Regions from separate parts of the Mus musculus genome. Here regions 2, 3 and 4 are each linked to region 1. Evidence: chromatin contacts called from public HiChIP or PLAC-seq and promoter capture Hi-C data. All regions are on one chromosome and are shown on one strand. Each heading gives the region's core, a stretch centred on a gene start, on an enhancer-like site or on the middle of the called end of the contact. The rest is flanking DNA. Distances are from core to core; before and after follow the strand shown.

What was found. Promoter capture Hi-C pulls out the DNA fragments that hold promoters and counts their contacts. HiChIP or PLAC-seq counts read pairs in DNA pulled down with a chosen protein or histone mark.
Region 2: a promoter capture Hi-C map of the HPC-7 cell line shows a contact between it and region 1, with 2.7 times the contacts expected there. The contact joins the enhancer-like site here to the promoter of Rhoh in region 1. A contact is called at or near these places in 4 of 39 promoter capture datasets (the HPC-7 cell line, liver, pre-B cells and 1 more) and 3 of 115 datasets of contacts at active chromatin or transcription factors (effector CD8 T cells, memory CD8 T cells and microglia).
Region 3: a contact with region 1 is called in an H3K4me3 HiChIP or PLAC-seq map of bone marrow-derived macrophages, with 5 times the contacts expected there. The contact joins the promoter of Apbb2 here to the promoter of Rhoh in region 1. A contact is called at or near these places in 3 of 39 promoter capture datasets (hippocampal neurons, neural stem cells and stem cell-derived epiblast-like cells), 1 of 115 datasets of contacts at active chromatin or transcription factors (bone marrow-derived macrophages) and 1 of 9 other capture datasets (macrophages).
Region 4: a contact with region 1 is called in a promoter capture Hi-C map of pre-B cells, with 2.8 times the contacts expected there. The contact joins the promoter of Wdr19 here to the promoter of Rhoh in region 1. A contact is called at or near these places in 5 of 39 promoter capture datasets (liver, neutrophils, pre-B cells and 1 more) and 1 of 115 datasets of contacts at active chromatin or transcription factors (memory CD8 T cells).

Annotation. Positions count from the first base shown.
Region 1 is chr5:65,860,431-65,866,229 of GRCm38.p6, reverse strand. It overlaps Rhoh (ras homolog family member H), which reads right to left and starts at 2,646. Exons shown (of 3, transcript NM_001081105.2): 1 at 2,349-2,646.
Region 2 is chr5:65,099,838-65,105,636 of GRCm38.p6, reverse strand. No RefSeq gene overlaps it. Among named protein-coding and RNA genes, the nearest start is that of Tmem156, 11 kb to the right of the region's middle. Within about 2 kb of position 2,761, at least 106 of the 459 cell types and tissues checked have an H3K27ac peak or open chromatin away from gene starts, as enhancers often do. A contact at or near this core is called in the HPC-7 cell line, memory CD8 T cells and microglia, where this site is marked.
Region 3 is chr5:66,615,196-66,620,994 of GRCm38.p6, reverse strand. It overlaps Apbb2 (amyloid beta (A4) precursor protein-binding, family B, member 2), which reads left to right and starts at 2,178. Exons shown (of 17, transcript NM_001201413.1): 1 at 2,178-2,427.
Region 4 is chr5:65,197,593-65,203,391 of GRCm38.p6, reverse strand. Wdr19 (WD repeat domain 19) reads right to left here and starts at 3,696. Exons shown (of 37, transcript NM_153391.2): 1 at 3,632-3,696; 2 at 741-832; 3 at 375-440. The coding sequence starts at 3,637.

The DNA of each region.
Region 1 (5,799 bases), core at 1,397-3,896:
AGGAAGCTTTGAACCCAGGTTTTCAATGGCCCTAAGCATCCAGACCCCAAACCACTTCTTCAATAACTCGCGGTCAAAAGTATTCCAACTGTGGAGCAGGGATGAATTCTCAGCTGTATCATGCTAGCATTGCAACTAAAATACTGAAGTAATATTGCTTGACTTAAATGGGGTCAAGAAATAAGCATCTTTCTCTGTCCTGGGTTCCAAGAACCTCTGTAATTCTGCCCACTACCTTCAGACACCCTTCCAGACAGACACTCACAAACAACTGCAGATGCTCAGAGCCAGCTGGAAGAGCTGGCATGGAAAGGCTTAAAACATTGCTTTCAAATCTGTTCTCTTTTCTTCACATGTGAACACTATAAAATATCTAAACTCTGTGTTTGGTCTATAGTTCATTCCCAGCCCTTTACCTGTCACCCCCAATTTCCCTTAAAAGGAACAATGTATTTAAAAAGGTAAGTTTGTAGAAAGCTTGCCCCTGGGCCAGCTCAGCGCCCTTTTTTTTTCCCCCATTGTCCATAGCCAAATCCTTACAAGTCCTAAGGGCTGACCTTTGAGAGTTTATTGTAAGCTAGACACTACATTAAGCACTTTGTATATTTTATCTCAACTGCAGCCTTTGGGGGGAGTAATTTTCAGTTATTGCTACTGTTATTTAAAGGTCTCTTATAATAACAACACAAAAAGGAACATTGAAGAATTTCAGTGACTTGTCTGACGTTCCCATGGCCCAGAAATAACAGAGCCAAGCTTCAACATGGGCCCCTGGACTCCAGGTTCTTGCTCATTTGCCATGGTTTTAGATTCCAGTTTTCATGGTCCAGGAATCACTATAACATGCTATCTCTCTAAGGGAATGTCCGTGGAAACAACTGTTATATGGCCCAAAGGGCTCACTCTCTTTGAAAGAGAAGCTCTTCAAGGTCAGAGACTTGCTTATCCACCTAGTCAACCTCCCCAGAAGAAAGACAGATGATTGAAAGTCTTTAAATAGGAAAACAGACACAGAGGTTCCCCCCGACCCCCACCCCAGGCCTTTCTCTGCATCCACAATGGACTAAGGAACACTGCTAGAGGCCCAAGGGGTATCACAAAACAGTCCTAAGCACTCAGAAGGTGGCCCAAGGATGCAAAACTGGCCGAGTCCCTCTACAAATGGCTAAAAGAAGGTTTAAAACTACAGAATGTAGTCTCTTCTCATTCATCTCTCCAGCTGGCCCACACCCTGTCTTTCTAACCCTGATCCGGCAGAGGGTAAACCACTGGGCCAGTCTCTAGGCCAGTCAGTCTCCTCTTTATGGAAAGTCCACATGGCCCTCCAAGTCTACAACAACCTTCCCCTTCTCCATCTGCTAAGCCCCCATCCTTCCTAAGGCTTCCTGCTAAGCCCCCATCCTTTATAAGCATCCTTCCTTCTGAGCACTCCAGCTCACTCCCAGAACCCTTCTCGAAACCCTACAGCTGTTAAAGCTTCTGTGACCCAGCTTCTTCTTCAACTGTTTCCTAACCTGTATCTTTCGCTGTAACTACTAGACTTGAAGGTCCACCGAAGGACGGGTTTCCTTATATTTCTCTTCTCTCATGCACAGCACCATCTTAGATCCGGTCGCTTGAACCCATCTGTCACAACTTTAATTTAGTGAAGCACCTAAAACCGGTGATTTTCCCCCAAGCTTTTGTTGCTGTGGATGTTACAGCCCAGCCAATCTATTGGCAGTGCACAGCATGAAACCTGCTGAGAAACTAAATTTAATCTAGAAATGTACAGAAAGGGGCCATTGGGATTGAGAATAGCTAGATAGGAATTCTGGGATATGGTTTTTATTTCGATTTTTTTTTTCTACATAGCTAGATAACTTTAAAGCTGCTCTCTGTGGATGCTGGAGGGCCCTTAGATTTCCTTCATCAAACACTGCTGCATGAAGTCTAAAGTCCCCACACAAGCAAGCTCTGACACAGCCCCAAGAACATATGGGAATACCTTAGAAACTAAGACTCAGTGGCACATGCCTGTAACTCCTGCACCTGGGAGGTGGAAGCAGAAGGGTCAGGAATTCAAGGCCATCTTTGACTTCACATCAGCCAGCCCAGGCTATCCAAGACCTCATCTCAAAACAAAAACAAAGCAAAATAGAAAGAAAACCAAAGTGTGTCTTGTTAAGACTCTAGAGTTGGGGTAGACGGCCGAACACACCCCCATCTCTGAGTTTAGTCTACACTTTGCAACAAATTAAAAAAGGTCATTACAATGTTCAGCCTAAAGAAGAAGAAAAAAATCTTAACAAAATCACAGAGATTCCTGAGACACCGAAAAAACATTTTTAAAGAGGCAAAAGTCTTACCTGGGGTAGAATGCCAAGTCTCATCACCAAAATGACTGACTCCGGAAGTCTAAGTAGCTCTCCACGCCATGTAAAAGCTAACGTAGCTCAAATCTATTACTGCTGAGAGTCCCTCCTGAGGTCTACCTCTCTCTCTCTCTCTCTTCCCCAAGGCTCCCAATGAGTCACTGTTGGAAAAGCTGCAACACCGGACTGGCAGAGTCCAGCCCAAGGTGGTGGGCCTCAGTGTCGGAGGTGACCGAGGCAGAGGAACACTCCGAAAGTGACAAAAGCGATTAGCAAGTTCCTGTGCCGAAGTGAGTTTCCTGTGGCTGGCTTCTCCACAAAGGGGTTTCGCCTGTGTGGGTTTAGGGGCCTGTGCGCATGTGCGTTTGTTTCCCTCCATGAGCCTGTGAAACCTACCCAAGCAAGAGGCCAAATAGGGCTTTTGCTGCACGGCTGGATTTCTGTTTGATTACCGTTTTATCCTTTCTGGATCGTTTCTCTCTCTCCATTCCCTCCTGTTGAGGGAAGGAAAGGGGGTGAAACTGGGATGATTCTTTCAGGAAATGAAACAAGAGAGGAAAATCGGTTTCACTGTCCTGGCTGGTCTCGGTTAACTTAAGCTTAAGTAAAAGCACTTAACTAAGAACTTAACTTCCGGGCTGAGAATGGAGCCTATGGGTAGCGTACTTGCCTGGCCCTGTGTTTGTGCCCCGTACTGAATAAAAGCCATAGTTCCTGGCACACACCTGTTATCCCAATGTTCAGAAGGATCAGAAGTTCCAGGTTTCCCAGGTATGATGGCACCTGCCTTTAATTCCAGCGCTCAAGAGGCAAAAAGCAGGTGGAGTTCTTTGAGTTCAAGGCCAGCCTGGTCTACATAGAGAATTCTAGAACATCCAGAGCTTCACAGAGAGTCTCTGTAAAAAAAAAAAAAAAAACTCAGCTGTACACGGAGTTCACCACCAGCCCAGCAGGAGACAGTCGGTGGGTTCTCTGGATCACTCTGCCTTATTAATAATGAGTTGTGCTGCCAGTATTAGTAACAATTTAAAAATGAAGGGCATAGCAAAAGTCAAGTAACCGCCACAGAGCAGCACCTGGGCCGGGAGGTACTAGACCCTGTGCTGTTTTCTGACCCCTCTGAGTTTCATTATTTGACTAAAAACACAACTGTACTTGTCCCTCCTCGCTGTGCCAGCCAGGTGTAGAGACCATCTGCCACAATGTAACCCCATGGTCAAACTGCCTAAACCAGCCATTTGACTCTCCTGAAGTATTAACACCCTCCCCCCTCCCCTCCCCCTCCCCTTCCCATGCCCCGCCACCCTAAGTCTTGAATCACTATAAATGCTACTGACCAGGATGGTAACTTGCTCAAAATATCGGAGTGCCAAGTAGGCAAACAGCAGAAAGACCTTAAGGCAGACATGAGATTGGATTAGCCAGGCCTTAGGTACTTTAAATGGGATTAAATGGCACGTCTCTAATCCCAGCACTCTGGAGGCAGAGGCAGGCAAATCTCTGAGTTCTGGTCTACAGAGTGAGTTCCAGGACAGTCAGGGCTACACAGAGAAACCCTGTCAGAGAGAGGGAGAGGGAGAGGGAGAGGGGGAGAGGGGGAGGGGGAGAGAGGGGAGGGGGAGAGGGGGAGAGGGGAGGGGAGAGGGGGAGAGGGGAGGGGAGAGGGGGAGGGAGAGGGAGAAAGAAAGGGGAGGGTGATAGGTCAATGTACTTGAAGCGTGGTATGGACAGAAGAAAGGAGACAACATCAGGCTTACAAATAGACACATAGAAGCCTCTATGAGCCCCCCCCCCCCCCGTAGCAATTTACTAGTAAAGTAGGAACTTAGTCTCTCTCCAGAAAATTCCTTGTGGGAAGCTTGATTACCACTGGAATATTATTAGGTAGGCAAAGCACAAATAATTTCTTTGCCTCTGAGTTTGTGTTTCTAAGGGTGAGGGCAACTGCTACAAACACCAACACCTCTGCCAGATGAAATGAGTTTAAAAAAAAAAAAACAAGAAATCTCTCAGGAGGGTGAAGTCAAAGGACTAGGAACTTGAGGCCATCTTGGGGATACACAGAGCATTTCCAGGCCAGTCTGGTTTATGAGACTTGTGTTTTAAGTTTAAATAGAGAAATATATGTGTGTTGAGATGAGGTCAAGAAAAAGTGAAAAAAAAAAATCAAACAAGGGTTGGGTTCAAAAGGAAAGCTTGTGCCCTTGTGGCTCTAAGTGTTCTGGCAGGCAATACGAAGCAGAAAAAAAGACATAGAAAACAAAGCACTACTGGGTAAACATGTGCTCAATACTGTAATCCCAGCGTTCACCAAGAATTCAAGGCCAGCCTGGGCTACAGAGGGAGGCTGTTCCCCAAACACAGGAACAAATAAGCGACACTAGTTACCGAGCTGGGGATGGTGGTCCTCTGGCTCCTGGGTGCTAAGCCCACATAGACACTTTGCCTTTGGATTTCCACAGGGAGGAAGGAAACCAAACCGCCACCCTTAAGCAGCCTGTAGCAAGGTCTGTGCAGTGAATCCTCCGCAGTCTCTCCTTGGCCAGGCTGATTTCATCTCGACACCCTAGGGACAGGTGTGACAGGGCAATGATGTACCCTCTGGGTTTCACCAGGCCGTTCCAGTTCAATCCAGATGAAGACTGACGTCAACTGTGCTTTGAGAAAGGCATTACCAACGGTTTTTCTCACCCAGTTTCTGAAAGCTCTGGTACTCCAAAGCCGAAGAGTTCAAAATGATCTACCTGTGGGGGGTGGGAGAATGCAGGCTGCGGGGGGGGGGGGGGGGGGGGTTCCTCAGGGTACCAGTGAGCTGGGCCTACTCTTGGGAGGAAAGAGAAGGGCAAAGTCAGCTGCCCTCGTGGACCAAACCTCCTCCTCCAGATGCTTCTGCCTCTGCCGCTCTGAATCTGAAGCAAGACATCCACAGCAGGATCTAGCTACTCCAGGCTTCGTCCTTTGCATATGGTCTGCACGCGTGTGGCCACACACACTCCCGGGTTAGGCTGGGTTGAGTGTTTCCCAAGCCCCAGCACTCCCACTCAGCCTGGAAGGAACCGAGAAGGTAGCACCCACATCGGGCTGCAAAGTTCCTCTTTCCCTTCCTGACCATGCTTCCTATCTGAGAAGCCTGCTCTCGCCAGGAGGAATCTCTCTCTCTCTCTCTCTCTCTCTCTCTCTCTCTCTCTCTCTCTCTCTCTCAACAGAGATAAATGGGGCTGGTAAGAAAAGAAGGGGCCCAATACCTTACATTTAAAGCAGGACAGACAAGCGCACACACATAGCCATCCTCTCTGGATATAACTTCTCATACTTTAGTCTAGCCTGGGGACAGATGGGGGGTGGGGAACACTGGTGGCTCAAAATGGCAAGCAAGAAGGAAACCTTTCACTCTAGACAGAGCTGGGCCGCTGTGGGGAAGGAGGGACGGTCAGTAAGACAAGGC
Region 2 (5,799 bases), core at 1,512-4,011, 760 kb after region 1:
CTAAGCTCATTTGAATGTAAGTCCTGTGAGCTAGAACGTTGCTTATTTAGAACGCTGCTACATCTCTCTGTCTGTTGTTTACCATGTTCATCACAGAGAAGGTGCGTAACAACTATGTTTTTAGTAGAAGAATGAGTCCACACTGGAGAAATAGCTTATATCCCTTTTTATAACTATCGGAGACTTATGACCTGCCTAGGTAATAAGATTGTAGTATCTGGGCCAGGCGTGGTGGCGCATGCCTTTAATCCCAGCATTGGGGAGGCAGAGGCAGGTGGATTTCTGAGTTCCAGGCTAGCCTGGTCTACAGAGTGAGTTCCAGCACAGCCAGGGCTATACAGAGAAACCCTGTCTCAAAAAAAACAAATATTGTAGTATCTGACTTGGTTGTCATACTTTTCTAGTTTTTCTCATAGTAACCCTGAAGAACAATATGGAGTTAAAACTGCAAAACTGAAGTGCAGTGGTTATGAGATGGAAAGAACAGTGAAAACAATGTCATTCCACAGAATCAGAAAGCAGCGATAGATCAATAAAAGCCCAGATATTTGTCCCTGAAATAAAACCATATAAGAACGACTAGAAGTGGAATAGTTGAACTTAGAATCTTATTGCTGATAACTGAGACAATGTTAATGCAGTGTCCTTTGTAAGTGCTCAAAACATTTTAGTCGATAATAATTATAAAATTGAGGTTAATTGTTGATGCTCAAAAAAAAAATGACTCCAAATGAAAACCTCAAAAGCAATCTCAGAGATGGACAGGTTTTTTTTCCTAGTCAAAGCAGTTCCATGAAGATACAGAAATGCTAAGACACACATTCTACCAAGGTCTCAAACTTGGGAGGAAGAACTGGCCCAGCAAGCTGGCTCAAGGAAGTAGAAGGCCTTCCTTTGCATGAAGGCCTCATGGTCCACGTAGGTTCTTCAGAGGCCATGGTAAAGGGGACTGACTACTTCAGACTGCTCTCCGACTGCATCCATAGGTGCACTATGGCACACATAGCCACACAAATAAGTAATTAGTTAATTAATTAAAAGAGCTGAGTGTGATGGCACACACCTGTGACCCCAGAGCTTGGAAGACAGAGATGGGTGACTCTCTGAGATTGAGGCCAGCACAGTCTGCCTATGGAGTTCCAGGTCAGCCTTGCTGGAGGAAGTATGTCGCTTGGGACAGCCTTTGAGAACTTAAAGCCTCACCCCCACATCACTTTTGCTCTCTGCCAGCTTTTGAAGGTGCCTGCCACCATGCTTGCCCTGTCATTATGGACTCTCTCTCTGTAGTGTAAGACGAAATAAACTCTCCCTTCTTTAAGTTGCTTTGTTCATGGTGTCTCATCACAGCAACAGAAAAGTAACTGAGGCAATGTGGTAAGAGCATGGTCCTGCCTTTCGTGTGAGAGTCATGGAGCCTGCCCCCGGCACAGGGAAAGCTAAGGCCCCTTTGTTCTCTAGACCATGTGGCCAGCAGATAGGGCATAGTTTCCTGTCAACTCATAGAGCATCATGATTTGACCTCAGGCCCGTGAGCATGAGCTCTGTCTCCTGGGAAGACTCATTCTTTACATGTGGAAGGAAGGTACTTTCCTCTCCTTCAGACCCTTACAGAACATTTACCTCACAGCTGCTCCACACAGACATGGGAAGCAGTATGCATTCTTTTACACACCTATTTCCATTGGCCATCTGTAAGTAGATCCCTTCTTCGAGACCACACTTTCTGACTTGGAGGTGGGGCTACCCGACCCTGTTGACTGCTGTTTTTATGTTTCACCACAGCATGGCTTAAGACCCCTCGTGGTCTAACAAGCTGCTGCTTGCCACTCTAGCACTGTGCCCATTCTGAACCGTTTGCTTTGTCTATACCCCATTATTTTTTCCCACAGTCAGGCCTTTGAATCTGCACACACACACACACACACACACACACACACACACACACACTTTTCTGATATTTGCTGAATCTGGGCCTCTCAAAGCTTGCTGTGTTCTTCCTACATCTCCCACCCATAGTGCCCAGGGCACCTTTCTCTCTGTTGTGGTATGTTCTGGCTATGAATATGGGTTTACTTGCCTGGCTCTCTGACTGGTGGAGAATGTCTGCTACAGGAATTCATAAATATTTTATAAATGAATGAATGAAAAATACCCTTGTCCTATAAACCATTGAGAAATAAAATAGCCACTCTGTTGAATAGAATAGCCCCACCCTGAGCATTGCAACACATACAAACAGAAACTTTCTTCTATTTTACAGTATTATACCACAAGTTTCATGAAATTTTAGAAGACTTTAATTATTCCATCATCTTACAAGAATGAGGAGATGAACAGGAAGTGCTTGTGTTTGTTTTCCTGTATTATGATAAGCAGCCTAACATCTCAATATGCTTGTTATACACTGCTAAAAAAAATAAATAACTGTTGCGTGCCTACTGATTAGTCGTTTCGTAATTTAAAGACTGTTCCAGCTCTGTGTTTGATATATCATTTCCTGATGGCTGTTTAATAACGGAAAAGAACAACCCACTTTGGTTTCTGCTCTCATGTTCTCTGAGAGCAAGCTCATAGCCACACTTTGTATGAATGTTTACAGATTTGCTGCTGTGAGTGCCAATGGTCGGCCTGCCTCGGATGTATCCATCAGCACCTGTCGATCATATGGGGTGATCCACAGCCCGGGAGACACCACACTGCTCGTTATGGAAAAGAGAGTGAACAATGAATCAGAGCCACACAAACCCCACACTGCTCGTTGGTTTTCACGCTTCCTCTTTCACCCCCCCCCCCAGTCTTGTTCAACTTTTAAGCACACACGCACCCTCTGCCTTCACACTTGCTTCTGTGTTCAGTGTCTATTCTTGGCACAGAGCACTTGGGGAAAGATTCTGGCTGTTTAATAAGCAGCTGACCTGAGCTACAAAGACATCAGGAAGATGGCACAGTGCAGTCAGATACCAATCTACACGATACCGGGGAGAGAGGGAACAAAGGCCTCTCATACTCTGGGCCAACCCCAAGGAAGTCAAGAAATGCTGTTAATAAGATACAGAAAGCCTCACTTGCTGCAGTCAAGCTTTTGTTTTGGATGCTTTGAAGTCTCAGCCTGCATCTATGGGAATCTCATCTTTTCAGACTGAGCCATTAATGTTTTATGTTATCAAACAATCGAAGGTTGCTATGTTGCTCTAGTGTTGTGAAGGATGTCTTGATCATGTATTTCCACTTCTATATGCACATATCTAAGATAAGGCACTTCCATATCAAAGGAGTTACCCAAAGCTTTGTGGCCAGAGGCTGGAATACCTCAGAGACCCAGGGAACTCATTACAGGCCGGTTGTCCCTTCTGAGGGCGCTAGCTGAGAAGGCAAGAAAGCAGTTTCAACAGGTTCATTCCTGCACAGGCTGCTTATCTTAGTACTGCAGGGTTTGTTAGTTAAAACAAGTCCTTCCTTCCAGCCATAGGTGACTTGGGTGGGGGTGGCAGTGGCTGCAAAGTAGCTGGTAGTATGTGGACTGGATATAAGCTTCCCTCTGAGGAAGCTTAAATAAGCAGGCCTGGGGTGGCTGCCCAGTTCTGAGCATCCTCAGTCCAGTGCTGGCAGATCAAACCAGATTTCCCCCTCTGAGGAAGAAATAGATGGGGTGACGCTCACCTGTGACCTGAGACAGGCCCAGTACCTTTCCTGGTTCTCTAAGGAGCTGGTTCTAAGAGCTGCTTATACTTCTAAGGCTGGCCAGCTGCCTCACCCCACCACGGAAGGGGGATATCCAGTGTGCCCTTGTGCTTTGCCACAACCTTGCTGCAACCACGGGATGTGATGAAACATGTCGGTTGTCTCCTGGTAGCCTCCTCTGAGGTTCTGAGTTTCTGGTCAGTGCTGTTTGAGCTGCCCGGGGGATATATGCCAGCGTTGGGAACAACATTATAGCTCCTTTCTCAATAACCTCCATTTCTAAAATAGCAAAGAGACTGCACTAAGGAAGGGAAAGACTGTGGAGGGAGAATGTTGTAATAATTTACATATAGTACAAAGCTACTCTTTCTAGTATATAGCTCCAGAATTTTAACTAATATACAGTTGCCACAAAACCCAACGTAGTCATGGAACATCTCTGTGCTCTAACAATTCCCTCGTGTCTGTCTCTATGTTGTCTATCTCTAGCCTGTGGCAACCACTTATCTATTTTCTGTCCCTGTGGTTTAAGCCTTGTCCCACGTGGCATGGCAATGGGACCATAACAAGGCTCTCTTAGCATCCTCACATAGCCAGTTTGTGCCCAGCCCATTCATTCAGAGCACGGACCATTGCCTGACAATAAGTTATTTTCATTATCTACTTGATTTCTCTTTCATTTGAGTGTCCACTTGCACTAGGAAGTGAGACAGGGATTTTTGCCTGTCTGCTACCGATTCTCCAAGGTTCACGAAGCAACCTAAGTGTTCAGTAAATATTTGTTGGATGACACGCTATGTGAATGAAGAGATTGGGGAATCCTGGGACCCTCCCCCCCAGTGGGGGGGGGGCTCAAACAGACCTTGTTAAGAAGAGATAATTTTCCTTACAAAATGTGTTAATTGAAGGATTTGTCTGTTGCCTTGTAGGTTGGCTACCGGAGAGTAATACAATCAAGAGACACCATGCTGTTGAATGGTTTCTTCAAATTCACCTGGATGGTGAGATTACCCAGAACAGAACTGGCCTGAGGTGAGGAAAGCCTTCTGGGGTTGTTGCAGGCACTGGATGACTTAATGGGCATGAAGTGTTTACTGCAGTGGTTTTCATCTGGGAACCGTTTTGTTCCCCCAGGGGCTATGGCAATGTCTGTAGACATTTTTGTTGTCAAAAGTAGGACAGAGAGGACAGCTACTGGAATCTGCTGAAGATCACAGAATGTGCAGTATGGTGCTCCATGACAAAGAATTATCGCAGAATGTGTAGCCAGGCTTGAAGTAAGGGGTGCATTTGCATTTGATGATGATATTATTATTAATTATTATTACATCATTATTGGTAGTAGTAGTAACAGTAGAAATATCCCCCACCGTGTGTGTGTGTGTGTGTGTGTGTGTGTGTGTGTGAGATGTACATGTAAGATGTGTGCAGATGTTGGACTACAACAGAGATTCTGGAATACCACAGAGCCTCCCAGAGCTCTCAGAGTTACAGACAGTTGCGAGCTGCACAATATGGGAGCTGGGAATCAAACTCTAATCCTTTGGAGGAGGGAATACATGCTTTTAATGGCTGAGCCATCTTTCCATCCCTGTGCTAACGTTATTTACAAATGACCCTTCCTAACAAACCCTCTCACCCAGGCTGGCAGTGAAGCTGTGCATAAAGTCTCAAGTCAGACTCTTTACGTTTGAAGCTCAGCGTGAGCCTTGGCAGCGTGCTCTGGAGCAAGTTACGTGACTTTTCTATACGTCTCTGCCTATGAAAGGGGATTAATTAGAGTAATTGCCTCAGGGAGCTGCCAGGGAGTCGAACGCAGTAGTCCATACAGAGCACACCACTGCGGTAGTACGTAGTAAATGGTCAATAAGCCTCATTGATTACTTTTTTGTCTCTGATACCAAAAAAGATCTTCCCACAGGATATAACGAAGGAATTAAGAAAAGTTTCCACTAGGGAGGAGAAATAGAAAATATTGCTCATATAAAGTATACACTGGCATTAATTTCACATAATGATAGATAACTACATAGGGTTAAAATTAAAATAAAACACAATAAGGCTATTCAGTGTGTGTGTGTGTGTGTGTGTGTGTGTGTGTGTGTGTGTAGGAAATCA
Region 3 (5,799 bases), core at 929-3,428, 760 kb before region 1:
CACTAAGGGGAAAAAACCCAACATCACAATAGCTATCAAAATTGCATAAGGTGGTAAAATGAGAAATGATTTTCTTTGTGATCTTAAACGATGAGGTATAGGGAAGCCAATTACTTATTTATAACTTGAGTGTGTGGTGCCAGGCATTCTCCAGCCCAGCTAAGGCGCGGTTACATACTTAGCTAGCCAGGGAACCTGGCAATCCATTCCACCTTAAACCGTCCCTTTCAGGAACAGAGAAGAAATTATGGATAGGATGCAGGAAGGAAGCAAAGAAGAGTTCAAAACCAGTGTTCCAGTCCCGTCAGTCCTCCCTGGAAATAACCGAGGGAGTTTCCTCCAACAACTGCAGGATGCTCTGTAGCCGGCCCCTCACAATCGGGACATCTAAGTATTCAGCTGGCAAGGAGGTGACTTCCCGACTCCTCCCGCAGGCCGCCAAGGGAATGAGCCTAGGAAGCAGGCGACCGGGCTGGGACGCAGAGGCGGGAGCAGGCAAGGAAGCGTTTCCGCGGTGATCCTGGAGACCCTGCCGGTTTCCGGAAGGGTGATTGCATCAGGTGTGGAGCAGGGCGCCTCCTCCGCCCAACCTGGAGCCCACCGCGCCTGCGCGCCCCGCCCCGCCGCCGCGGCTGACTCCAGCGCGGGTTTTCCTGCGCGTCCGAGTAGACCGCCTGGAGGGGGCAGGCGCGGTTCGACCCGGGAGCCCGGGAGAATCGGGTGGTAGGGTAGGCTCTGGACGTTGGCGGGCTGGGAGATCAAGGTGCAAGTTGGTGTGGTAGCCTGCTGAGATCGCCGCGATGAAGGATTCGCAGGGTGGGCTTGGGTTCATTTCCTCCTCTGTCTGGGCTTGAAGGACACAGTAGCCTGTGTCTCAAGGCCCTCTACAGTTTGCTTTTCCCAAGTTGGCATTTGAACCCTGGTTTTTGACTCTTCATGGTTCGCAGGATTCGTTGGGCCAGTCTTGGGATGCAGAGGTTCAGTTCCAAGAGTGAACCTGCATAGATTTATGGAGATTTTTCTGTAGCAGTACTATTGGCCTTCCGCGGAGTCTGAGGGAAATATTGATTATAGAAGAGGCTATAGATTACAAGAGACCACCAACACACGGCGTTCTCTCCATTCCTGATAACCCAACACTTTTACATGTCAACACCTTGTGTATGGAGATGGCAGAAATGGCATTTCATAGAAACTATTCAATGGACGTCAGTTACTGCTGGGCTGTAAACATGAAGGCAGGGGCTGCGATTTGCTTACAGGTCTTAGTAAGGGGATCTTGTGGAACCTCAATAAACTCATGCTGTGTGAAGAAAAAAAGGAATAATGCCCATCTTCACTGTAGGGAGGATGAGTCTGAGTTTATTATCTGATTGAGGAGTGCGTTGTCAAAGAGCCATTACTTAGTAGTTATAATTATTTTCAGAATTACCTTTCTAGAGGAGATGGTAGGTAGCATGGTCTGTGTATAGCAGAGTCCCCATGACTAGTCCTCGGATGGCAACCGCATCAGTACCTGGGATTTGATACTTACAGGCGCTTGTGCAGCACGGCACAACGACTCATCCAACCCCTGGAAACGCGCCTAGCATGCTGCTTCAGCAACCTTCCCAGATGAGTCTGACTTAGGCATCAGTTTAACACCCCTTGGCTTGATGGAGAAACAAATCAAGGACTTCCAGGTGCCTGCAGTAAATCCACTTAATGCCTAACGAACAGGTAGCAAGTAGATAATGCTTTTCCTTGTTCGCAGGCATATTTCTTGCATGGCGTTATCTCGCTGTGATTTTCCAGGGCAGGAATGTTCCTGTGTGGCATATGTCTAGCCATGGGGGATGAAGGAGGCAGAAGGCAGGAGAAAGTTTCACCTTTTAACATTCAGTTAGCCTGGAAGGCTGTGGACAGCTCTCATCTTGGGGTATTTTTCCATTCTACAGGAACGCAGACGCGTGAGAGAAGAGTTTCCCAAACTGCCTTTTGGTGCAGACAGACGCTAGGCCACCTGGAGGGGATACCCGGGCTGCCCCGCAACCCCCAGCCTCTGGGTGTCACCCTGGCGCCCCTTGCCTCCCTGCTGTGCCGCAGCTCGGCCGCCTCCACCTGCAGGGGTCGCCCTGGGAGCGCGGCCCGCCCCCTTCCGCCGCGGCCTCCGCCCCCGGCCCCGCCTTGCTGGGTTCGCCCGGCTCCGCCAGGCCCCTCCAAGCCTTTCCTCGCGCAGCCGCCGCCAAAGCCTGGAGAAGTGGAATCTCGCTGCCGCTGCTCCCTGCGCGGGCCTCGCGGAGCCGCACTGGGCATGCTCAGTCGCCGGAGCCAGTGCTGCTCTAAGTAGGAAGCTCGCGTGCTGCAGCCCGCAGCTGATCCGGGTGCTCAGCGGACTGCGAGACCTGGGAGCCGGGTCCGGAGCCGATCGAACGCCGCGCAGCGCTGGTGAGCCCCGCTTCCTTCCATGCCTTCAGCCCGGGGATCCGAGGGATGGCCCGGAGTGCGCCGGGGGTGCCGGGCAGCCGGCGAGCTTGGCTGCTTGTGCCCTCGCGGCTGCTGCTCGGTTTCTGGCGGTCACCGCCGGTCGCCCAGCCGCAGCCCCAGCTGCAGCAGCTGCCGTCGCATCTGCAGCAGGCGTCCGCTGCGGAGTCCCGCTCGCCCCGCGCCCGCGCTGCAGGGCCGGCGCTCTGGCTGCGGGCTCGCTCCGTCACTCCCATTACTCCCTCACTCCCACCCAGAGCTGGGGTTCGGCAGGGCCGGGCGAGGACACCGGGTCGCAGGGCTGTGCCCGGGCGGAGACTGCGGAGGGCAAAGTGCGGGTGGGCGCGGGCGACCGGTAGCGCACGCCCCCTTGCCCTGGGGCCGGCCTGCCTGCCGGGCGGCGCGCTCTTGCGGGAGACTCAGAGACCTGGCCAGCGTCTCCCGGGGTGCAGAGAACCCAGCTCTGCAGAAAGGAGGAGAGGGCAAAGTTCCTGTCCCCTCTGCAACGCCGAGAGCGTTTTTAACTAGAAAATGGCTGTGTGCCGAGGGCCGGATCAGGGAAGCCGGTCATCGGGGTCCCGAACGCCCCACTGCTGCTCCCTGGGAGGAATGGTGGCTCAGACGCCAGAAATGACATTTGTGCGACGAAAACTAGCTGGGCGGAGGGAGGATGCGGGAGTCCCGTAGAAACAATGATAGGTAGTCTCTCCATTGATGGAGAGGTCTGAAAACAGGAGGTCAGGCCCCAAAGGCCAAGGGAGTGTGGGGCATAAAGAAAAAAAAAAGCTGGAGAAATCAGATGAAGAATTGGGACCGTTTTGTAGCAAGATTCTGCACAGCCACGACTGTTCTGATCGCTTGGGGATGGACTGAGTGATTTGAGAGGGCTCACATGAAGAGAGAATTAGGTCAGTGTCTGAAGCCCAGAGGGCTCTTAGAGGGAGCAGTTTTAAAAAGTCTTGTCCCTGACTTTGCTTTGTGCTCAGTGTCTTAAATGAAAGTCATAAAACGATAACAACAATATCATTTTGATATCAAGAAATAAACTTTGTGAGGCTGGCCCTTTTTGTTATTTGTTTCTTCATTTTACCGATTTCAGAATAAATTATGACAGCTGGTCTGTTGTTTTAGGATTTGGTACCTTAAATCTAAATTTTCTTTCTTGTTATGATACTACAGATCCTTCCCTGAAATGGCCATGGTAGTAGTACCTGAATTCTTATGGCTGACCTTGCGGAGACAGGACTCTGGGAGGGGGCATTTCTTTATGAAGTTAGGCTTTGTCTTGTTTCAGGGTTTCTCCGAATTTGGAGAGTCTTAACAGAATCTTAGAAATGGCATCTGTTTGGGAAGATAGTATTTGTCCTGAGGATGGGCACCCCCCCACCCCCAAGGCAGGCAGAAATGTGGTGGGAACAAGGGTGGCTGGGGTGGGGAGTGGTCCCATCTGTGGAGTGTGGGGGTGGGGTAGGGGATGTCGCAGATGCAAGAGGTCTGCCACTGTCCTTTTGAACTTGTTATGTTAGGTTTGTAGATACCTTCGGAAAGTTCCCAGAAACAGAAAGCCATGTGCCAGGCTTTGAGAAAGGACTCAGGTTGGGACCCTAAGGACTCAGGTTGGGACCCTATTCTGGTTCAAGTGTGGTTGCTGTCCTCTGACACTGTTACTTCTTCCCCAAATGGATACTTTAAACTATTCACCTTTAAGGAGCTGGGTAGAATCCTGCAGTCTGAACCTTTGTAAAGAGGTAGTTGAAAGCTGGAAGAGCTATAATGTAACAGAGTAATACTTTACATTAGTTTCAGTAATATGAACACAGGCTACAACATTATCTCGGAAAAGACAAATATTACAAGAACACATGTGCAAACAATATTTTAGAACAGTTATTTTGTATGTCATGTTTCTATTTTCTGAGGGCTTTTCCTGCCAGAGGAGAAACAGCAAACAAATATTGGATTCTTTTTCTGTTGGAGCAGGAACCAACACTTGAAACCCTTCCCATGAGTACTAGAATTGTGTTCTTCTTGTTGCTTACCCTGATTAGTGGCTATCTAAATTTATCTAAGAAAAATGGAATCTTACTATCTTTCTATCCACAACTTTAAAATAGACAGTACCTTTGTGATATAATTCCTTATGTATCCCAGAGACATACCACAGTGTTTTATAGCTACTCGCTACACTAACGGGAATGAGTTTTAGAAAAACATTGTATTAAGTTATTATTGATTATGTGGATGATACTTTCCTTGCCTGGGTTAAGAAATCTAGGATCTGATCAATGGCTGTTTCCTGACAAAACTGATATTCCGCTCTTTACATGCAGTGTCTTGTATGTGATGTATGTGGGCATGCCTGCATATGTGCGTGTACTTGTCATATGCACATTCGATGGTCAGAGGATGCTTTGGTGTCGGTCCTGCTAACCTTCACCGTTTTTGAGGCCAAGTTTGGCCTTTATTGTTGACTGTTCTGCATACTAGGCTAACTGGCCTTGAGAACCTTGGAGGAAAATCCTGTCTTTACCTTTTCATCTTGCAGAAGGAATACTGTATTATCATGCCGGGCTTTAATGAAGGTCTTGGGGAGTTAAACCAGGCCCTCAGCTTTACAGGGCAAGTACTCTGCCAATGGAGCCATCTCCCTATCTTCTCATGTTTCCTTTGCTTATGGTACGTTGACATAAATGCCACCCACCCAAGGAAAACCCCTTTATGAGGTGGAGACTTCAGACCCCAATAACAATCTCACTGTGAAGTTTCCTCTCATAGGAGGAGAATATTTCAATGTGTCCCATTACTATTCCCTAAGCATTCTCGCATTCTCTTCTGAGACATCTTTGATTTGTTGTTTAGGATTAGGTCTGAGTAGAAGAGCGTGCCTTGCGAGTGACTGGAATGCTTGTAAGAAGCCTCTGTCCCGAGTTTTAAAACCTGCTTTGTGTTTATTTATTTTCAGTGGTGTTGTAGTACTAGCAAAAAAGAATTAAATCTAGGGATGATAAGCCAGAATTGCCCATCAAGTGTCATTGGTGCACACTATGCGTAATAACATGTGTCAGTGGTGTGCTTTGTAGCTGTAATGGCTTGTCTGAGGCAGAGTGGCAGGCTCCATCATTAAGGGTCTGGTAGGATGTGATAGAAAGCTCACCAAGCAGCAACTCCAACGGCTTTGCTCCTGTACCCTGCTCCTCCGTTAGTCCAGCTCACTCTGTGACCTGGAGAAGTTAGTTCACTTCCTGGAAGCTCAGTAGAATGAGATTTGCAATAGGATATGCCCTCTGGTTGGTTTACTGAGTCCTTGGCCTGGTCCAGAGGCCTATAATACAGCCA
Region 4 (5,799 bases), core at 2,447-4,946, 660 kb after region 1:
GTATATAGATACAAACTCCAACTCAAGTGCCCTACACATATTTCACTAACTTTGGCCTAAAGAAAGTAATCCTTTTTCTAGTTAGAGAAAACAGAAAAAGGAGATGGGGCTGTTCATTTAGTTTATTCTTTATTTTATATGCACTGGTGTCTTGCCTGCATGTATGTCTGGGTGAGGATGTCAGATCCTGGAGTTACAGACAGCTGGAAGCTGCAGTTACAGACAGTTGTGAGCTGCCATGTGGGTGCTGGGAATTGAACCTGGTCCTCTGGAGAGCCCTAATCTCAACCTGATTTAATTTTAAGACAGTAATTTTCTTTTTGAAATCTTTCAGACCACAAAGCTTGAAGTTTTCACTCCAACCCTGTACTCACCCAGGCAAGCTAATTTCACTTCTTTTTTGGCCATGGCGATCAAAGATTTTAACAATATAATCAGCTCTGAAATCAAGCAGAATAAAGAAGTTATTTCAATGTTGCTCTTATTTATCCATGCATTTAAAAATTAGGCTCCATCTCAGTTGATGTGAGTGTTCTCTCTTGGTAGTTCTATAATCTGTATTTTTAAAAAGTTATGACTGAGGAAAATACTCTTTAAGGTATGATATTAATGGGAGTGAATATTTCTTTCTACTACAGATGATCACACAAGAATTCACACGGAAGAGACAGTATGGGCACAGGTTAGGTGTGGACACATACACACATAGCCACTATTTCAAACAGCCACTCTTTTCTTACCCTGTTACTGCAAGGTAGTTTCCTGATGATTTTTGCCAGGCAAATTGTATCGGAGCACCAAGCCAAGACTTTTCTAGCAGGGAGAAAACACGCTAAAAAAATAAACAAATAAACACAAGTTTTACATTTTTAAAAAGATGATGTGTTGGTCAGAAAAATATGTCAAAGTTTAATCATGCAGATATGCAGAAAGCAGAATGAGTGATAATGTTTATTCAAAAACAAATAAATAAATAAATAAATAGCTAAATAACAGCGTGGGCCAGGCATGGTGGCTTACACCTTTAATCCCTGCACTTGACAGATAGAGGGATCTCTGTGACATTCAGGGCAGCCTGGTTCACACAGTGAGTTACAGGCCAGCCAGGGACACAGAGTAAGACCCTGTTTCCAAACAAACAAACAAACAAACAAACAAATTAATGATAACTGAACAAAACAAAATCAACATCAGTCAAAGGTAAGTAGTTGGTGCAGCAGGATACAACCTGGGAGCATCTGGGAAGAGAGGCTCAGCAAGGGACTTTCTACGCTGGGTTAGCCTACCTTAAGGTACTTGACTTGGGAAGAGCTACCGTAGGAGGCACCATTCCCTAGGCAGTGGGTCCTGCGTTATATAAGAGAAATGATCTGAGGCCAAGCAAGCAGGAATGCATGCATTTATTTCTCTGTATGTGTGACTGGGGATGTCATGTGACTAGCTCCTTCATGTGCCCACCACGGTGCCCCCTTGCTTGATGGACTGTAACCAGGAACTGAAAACTGAAATAACCCTTCTCCCCTCTGTTGTTTCTGTCAGGTAACTTTATCACAGCAACAGAATGAAACTAGAACAGACTTCAAGGCAAAAGAGAGATTATCAGAGAACTCTTTTTGTTCTTCTGTTTGACTGGTTTGAGACAGGGTCTCAATATGTAGCTTTGTATGGGACTTGCTATTTAGAGCAGGCTGGCCTCAAACTCATAAAGATCCACCTGCCTTTGTCATCTGGGTTCTGGTATTAAAGTGTATGCTTTTTAAATGTCTTCAATTATTAACTTTATAAAAACATGCCACAGTGCTTTATGCATGCCGAAAGAATTTAAACATGAATTTATTAAATGTGACACAGATTTGGGGGACTACGTTGAACAAAATTACTATTTAAAAAGCTTGGATAGACCTAAGATGCTTACAGTCCCTTTAAAATTATCTTCATTTACTCACTACTTAAACCTACTTCTTTGTCACATATTTACATTGCATATTTGCTGGGCAATATGTCACTTGGGAAAACTTTACATTGATTCAACCTACTGAGGTCCTCATATCTGCATTAGTTGTAACTCTATATGTCAGATTTCAAAGACTATTAGAAACACAAATGATAGCATGGATAATTTGTTTGTTTTCAGATAAGGTCTCTTTATATAGCCCTGGCTGCCCTGAAACTCACTATATAGATAGGACTAAGCTCAAACTCACAGAGATCCACCTGCCTCTAGCCCCAGAGTGCTGGGATTAAAGGCGTGGGCTGATTCATTGCTACCAATGAATGCTGGCTTTATTGGTATTTTTTCTGTTAGATGCTGATACAAATTTTGGAGATACTCGGCAAAACAAACTGTATTATCACAATGTTATTTGTTTTTTTTAAACAATTTTATTGTTGTTATAAGTTAAAAATTTGAAATTTCATTGACTTATATTATTCTTATATCAGACTGCTACATTCTAGAATACTCAGGAACATGACCCTAGATGAAAAATATTAGTTTTAAATACTGTAGATTAATCAAGCACACCCTTATCTAGGTAGATGCAGCTTAGATACTGTAGCTGAAGACTTGAATCTGAGTGACAACACAACTCCTCCAATGCTATCTGAATAAATGCCCATCTCCCGAAAGCCTGTGTCCTGGAATCGCAACTTAAGATAGAGGTGCGCTATGATGCCAAGCACACACAGGTTTTTTCCAGCACGTACACTCACTCAACGTATTCTAGACCATCTTACTTCTGCGAGTTTGGGAATACATCGTCCTTAAACCTGATTCTATTCCTTTCATGGCAGATCTGTCTTGGGCTGTAATCTTACAGGTTAGTTTTCTTCCACAGAGTTATATCGGTTCTAGGTACAACTCAGATAAAAGTTACAGCTTTCCTAGAACAGCAAAAAGGTTTGCTTGTTGCAGGTCACGGTTAACTTAACTGTAAAGAGAATAGTATTTACTCCTTTCCGACACACCAGAAAGTGAATCATGCAAAGTTATCTGCCAATTCCAATGGACACACAAGAGCTACAGTGAAGCTTTAGGAAAGCTGAAACCATTTTAAACTCGGTGTTTCCATTTCTTTGTCAGAGCAGTGCGGGGGTAAGTACCTCTGAGGTAAATCACAGGAGTGCAGCGGCTGCCCCTGTGGAATTCACAACAAACCCAATCAGAAAACCTGCGTGCAGTGGAGGACGCACACAGGTGTGCAGATTTCTCCATCATGTGTTCTAGCGACCAGGGCTCTGCATACCGGACAGGTCACAGGCCAAGTAATTCTTGATGACTGTTTTAGAGACTTTTGATTCTCCCTAGGGCTCTGGGCCAGTGGCTTGGTTTGCCCAGGATTAAGCTACAAGAAATCGGTAGCGATACCGGTAGTTCGGGCGTACTCAGATCAGGCTTCTACCAGATTCCAGAGGGCACAGGCCTCCCTCAGCCCGCTCTCCAGAGCTTCCTTTCCCTGCATCCTTACAAGCCCATCATCCCCTCCCGCCCGCTCCCGGAGCTCATTCCTCTATCCTCAGCACTTCCGCGGAGGGACAGGGACACAAACTCCTCAGAGTCGCGCTCCGAGAGTTTAGGAAATACAGAGGCTGCCACATCTTCTCAATCCGCTGGCACTTGTAAGTTATTTACCTTCATTTCAAAGGCTCCAGCGACACCCCCGTTCTTGTAAGTGCGCAGGCGCAACAGAACACCCCCGCCCCGCTACCGCGTTCTCGTCACCCAGGAGACCGTGCAAACAGCGACCAATCAGCGAGCGTGGGGCGGAGCTGCCCCCGGAGCCCTCCTTTGAGAGAGATGGGCAGGGTGGGTAGAGTCACGTGATGGAGGTGGAGCTAAGCTCCGGGAAGTTGAATGCTACGAGGGCTGGTCAACTTCCTGCCTGAGCTCTGATTGGGTGAGGCTGCGAGGCAGGCGGGCCCTATGGACAGAAAGGGTCTTGAGCTATGTGAGCAGAAACCACTGGCCTAGGAGCGGTTGTAAAGGAATTCCGGGGGGAAAAAAGCTGGACCCAGAGGTTGGCAAGTAGGAGGCAGGAATTGGCTCATGAGCCAGACGGCTTCTACAAGATCCACTTGTAAAAAAGGCTTGGAGAAACTAATGTATCATTCCTCATTTTTTTTTCTTGCAGGGTTTTTATTTTTGATTTTGCCCTAACGGAGGTGAGGTATGAGGAGTCGTTTTCTTTCAGGACCATTAAGACAATTTTAGCTAGTGTGATCGGGGAGGAATAGTTGAAAAAAATAAAGAAAAGAACTCGCCTGTAGTATTTGAGCCTGGTAAACAAGAAGTTTAGCGGAAGCTAAGCATTAAAAGTTGGCTGGAGGGAGGGAGTGGGATTCTGCACAGTAGCTAAGGTTGGCTAGCTGGGCATCATCACCTCGGGTTCCTAGAATAGAGTTGGGTAATTTTTCACAGCGACTCTCGTCCATGAGATAAAATTGTAGTCAAACCTAAAATGGCCTCAGCAAGAATACAAGATGGAGAAACTTCTGCATTGTCTTGCTCTGTCACAATAGTAACAGGCTAATCAAAAACAAACAAAAAAAAAACAAAAAACCTACATGGTTGCATCAGTAGCTATAATAACAAAGCATTTGACAAAACTGAACATAAAACAAACCCTCAAAATTCTCAAAAAACAAAACCCAACAAGAAAAAGCAAGACAACAAAACCCTGTACCATAGAAATTGTAAACAGTATCTCCAAATAGCCTAAGGCTGATGTACTTAATGCTAAGAATCTTGAAAGTAGTCCCATTAGGAACAAGGCAGGGATGTCCCCTCTTGTGACTCTTTCTCAATTCTGGTGGAAGTCCTAGTTAATGCAATAAGGAGAGAAAAAGAAGCATACTGATTGAGGAAGGAGGTGGGAAAACTGCAGATGACATGACTGAGAGTGTACAGAATCAGTAGAAGAGAGGGAGGGATGTGGGGTAGAGGTAGAGCTAATTATACCAAGCCTCCAGGATACAATCTTAATACACAAAGAGTAGTCACACCCCTCCATATCAGTAATAAGCAGATTTGAAATAAAAGAGCAGTGCCATTTTCATGAGTACCTCTCAAAATGGAATGCAGCTACAAGTCTAGCAACGTATATACATAATGGGTGTGAACAACAGTACAGAACCGAAGATAGATATTAAAAGAGTTCAGAGGGCTGTGAGGTGGCTCAGTGGGGGAGGGTCCTCTTTGCCCAGCTTGACGACTTAATCCCCAGGAAACAGCACAATGCCAGCATAATGTGGAAGGAGAGAAGCAATGACCACAAGTTGTCCTCTGACACAATGGCACACGTGCCAGCACGTATAAGTAAGTGTCATGAGAACAATTTAAAAGGACTATAAAGGAGAGACACCCCACGCTCATGAATCGTAAGAGTCAGGATTGTAAGATAACAGTTTCCCTCCAGTTGGTCTGTAGCTTTAGTGGAACTACGAGATCCCAATCGGTTCACTAACAACTGGATTCTGAAGTCCACAGGGAGACGCAGATGGTGCAGAATAGGAACGCGTCGCTGCTGGGATCACTTTAAGTTTTTAAATGGGTACAGCTACAAATAGCCACTCCATTATTAATTATTTTCAATGGACCAACAAGATAGATAAAGACATTTTCTGCCAACTTCGATCCCAGGTCCCATATGGTAGAAAGAGAGAGCTGACTTCTGCAAGCTGCCCTCTGAACTCCACACATATGCCCTGCACATATTCCTCACTGTAAGTACACAAAGTAAATGTAAAAGAAAAAATTTTGAGTGTGTTTAAGACTAAGTGATAAGGATGATAGAAGAGACA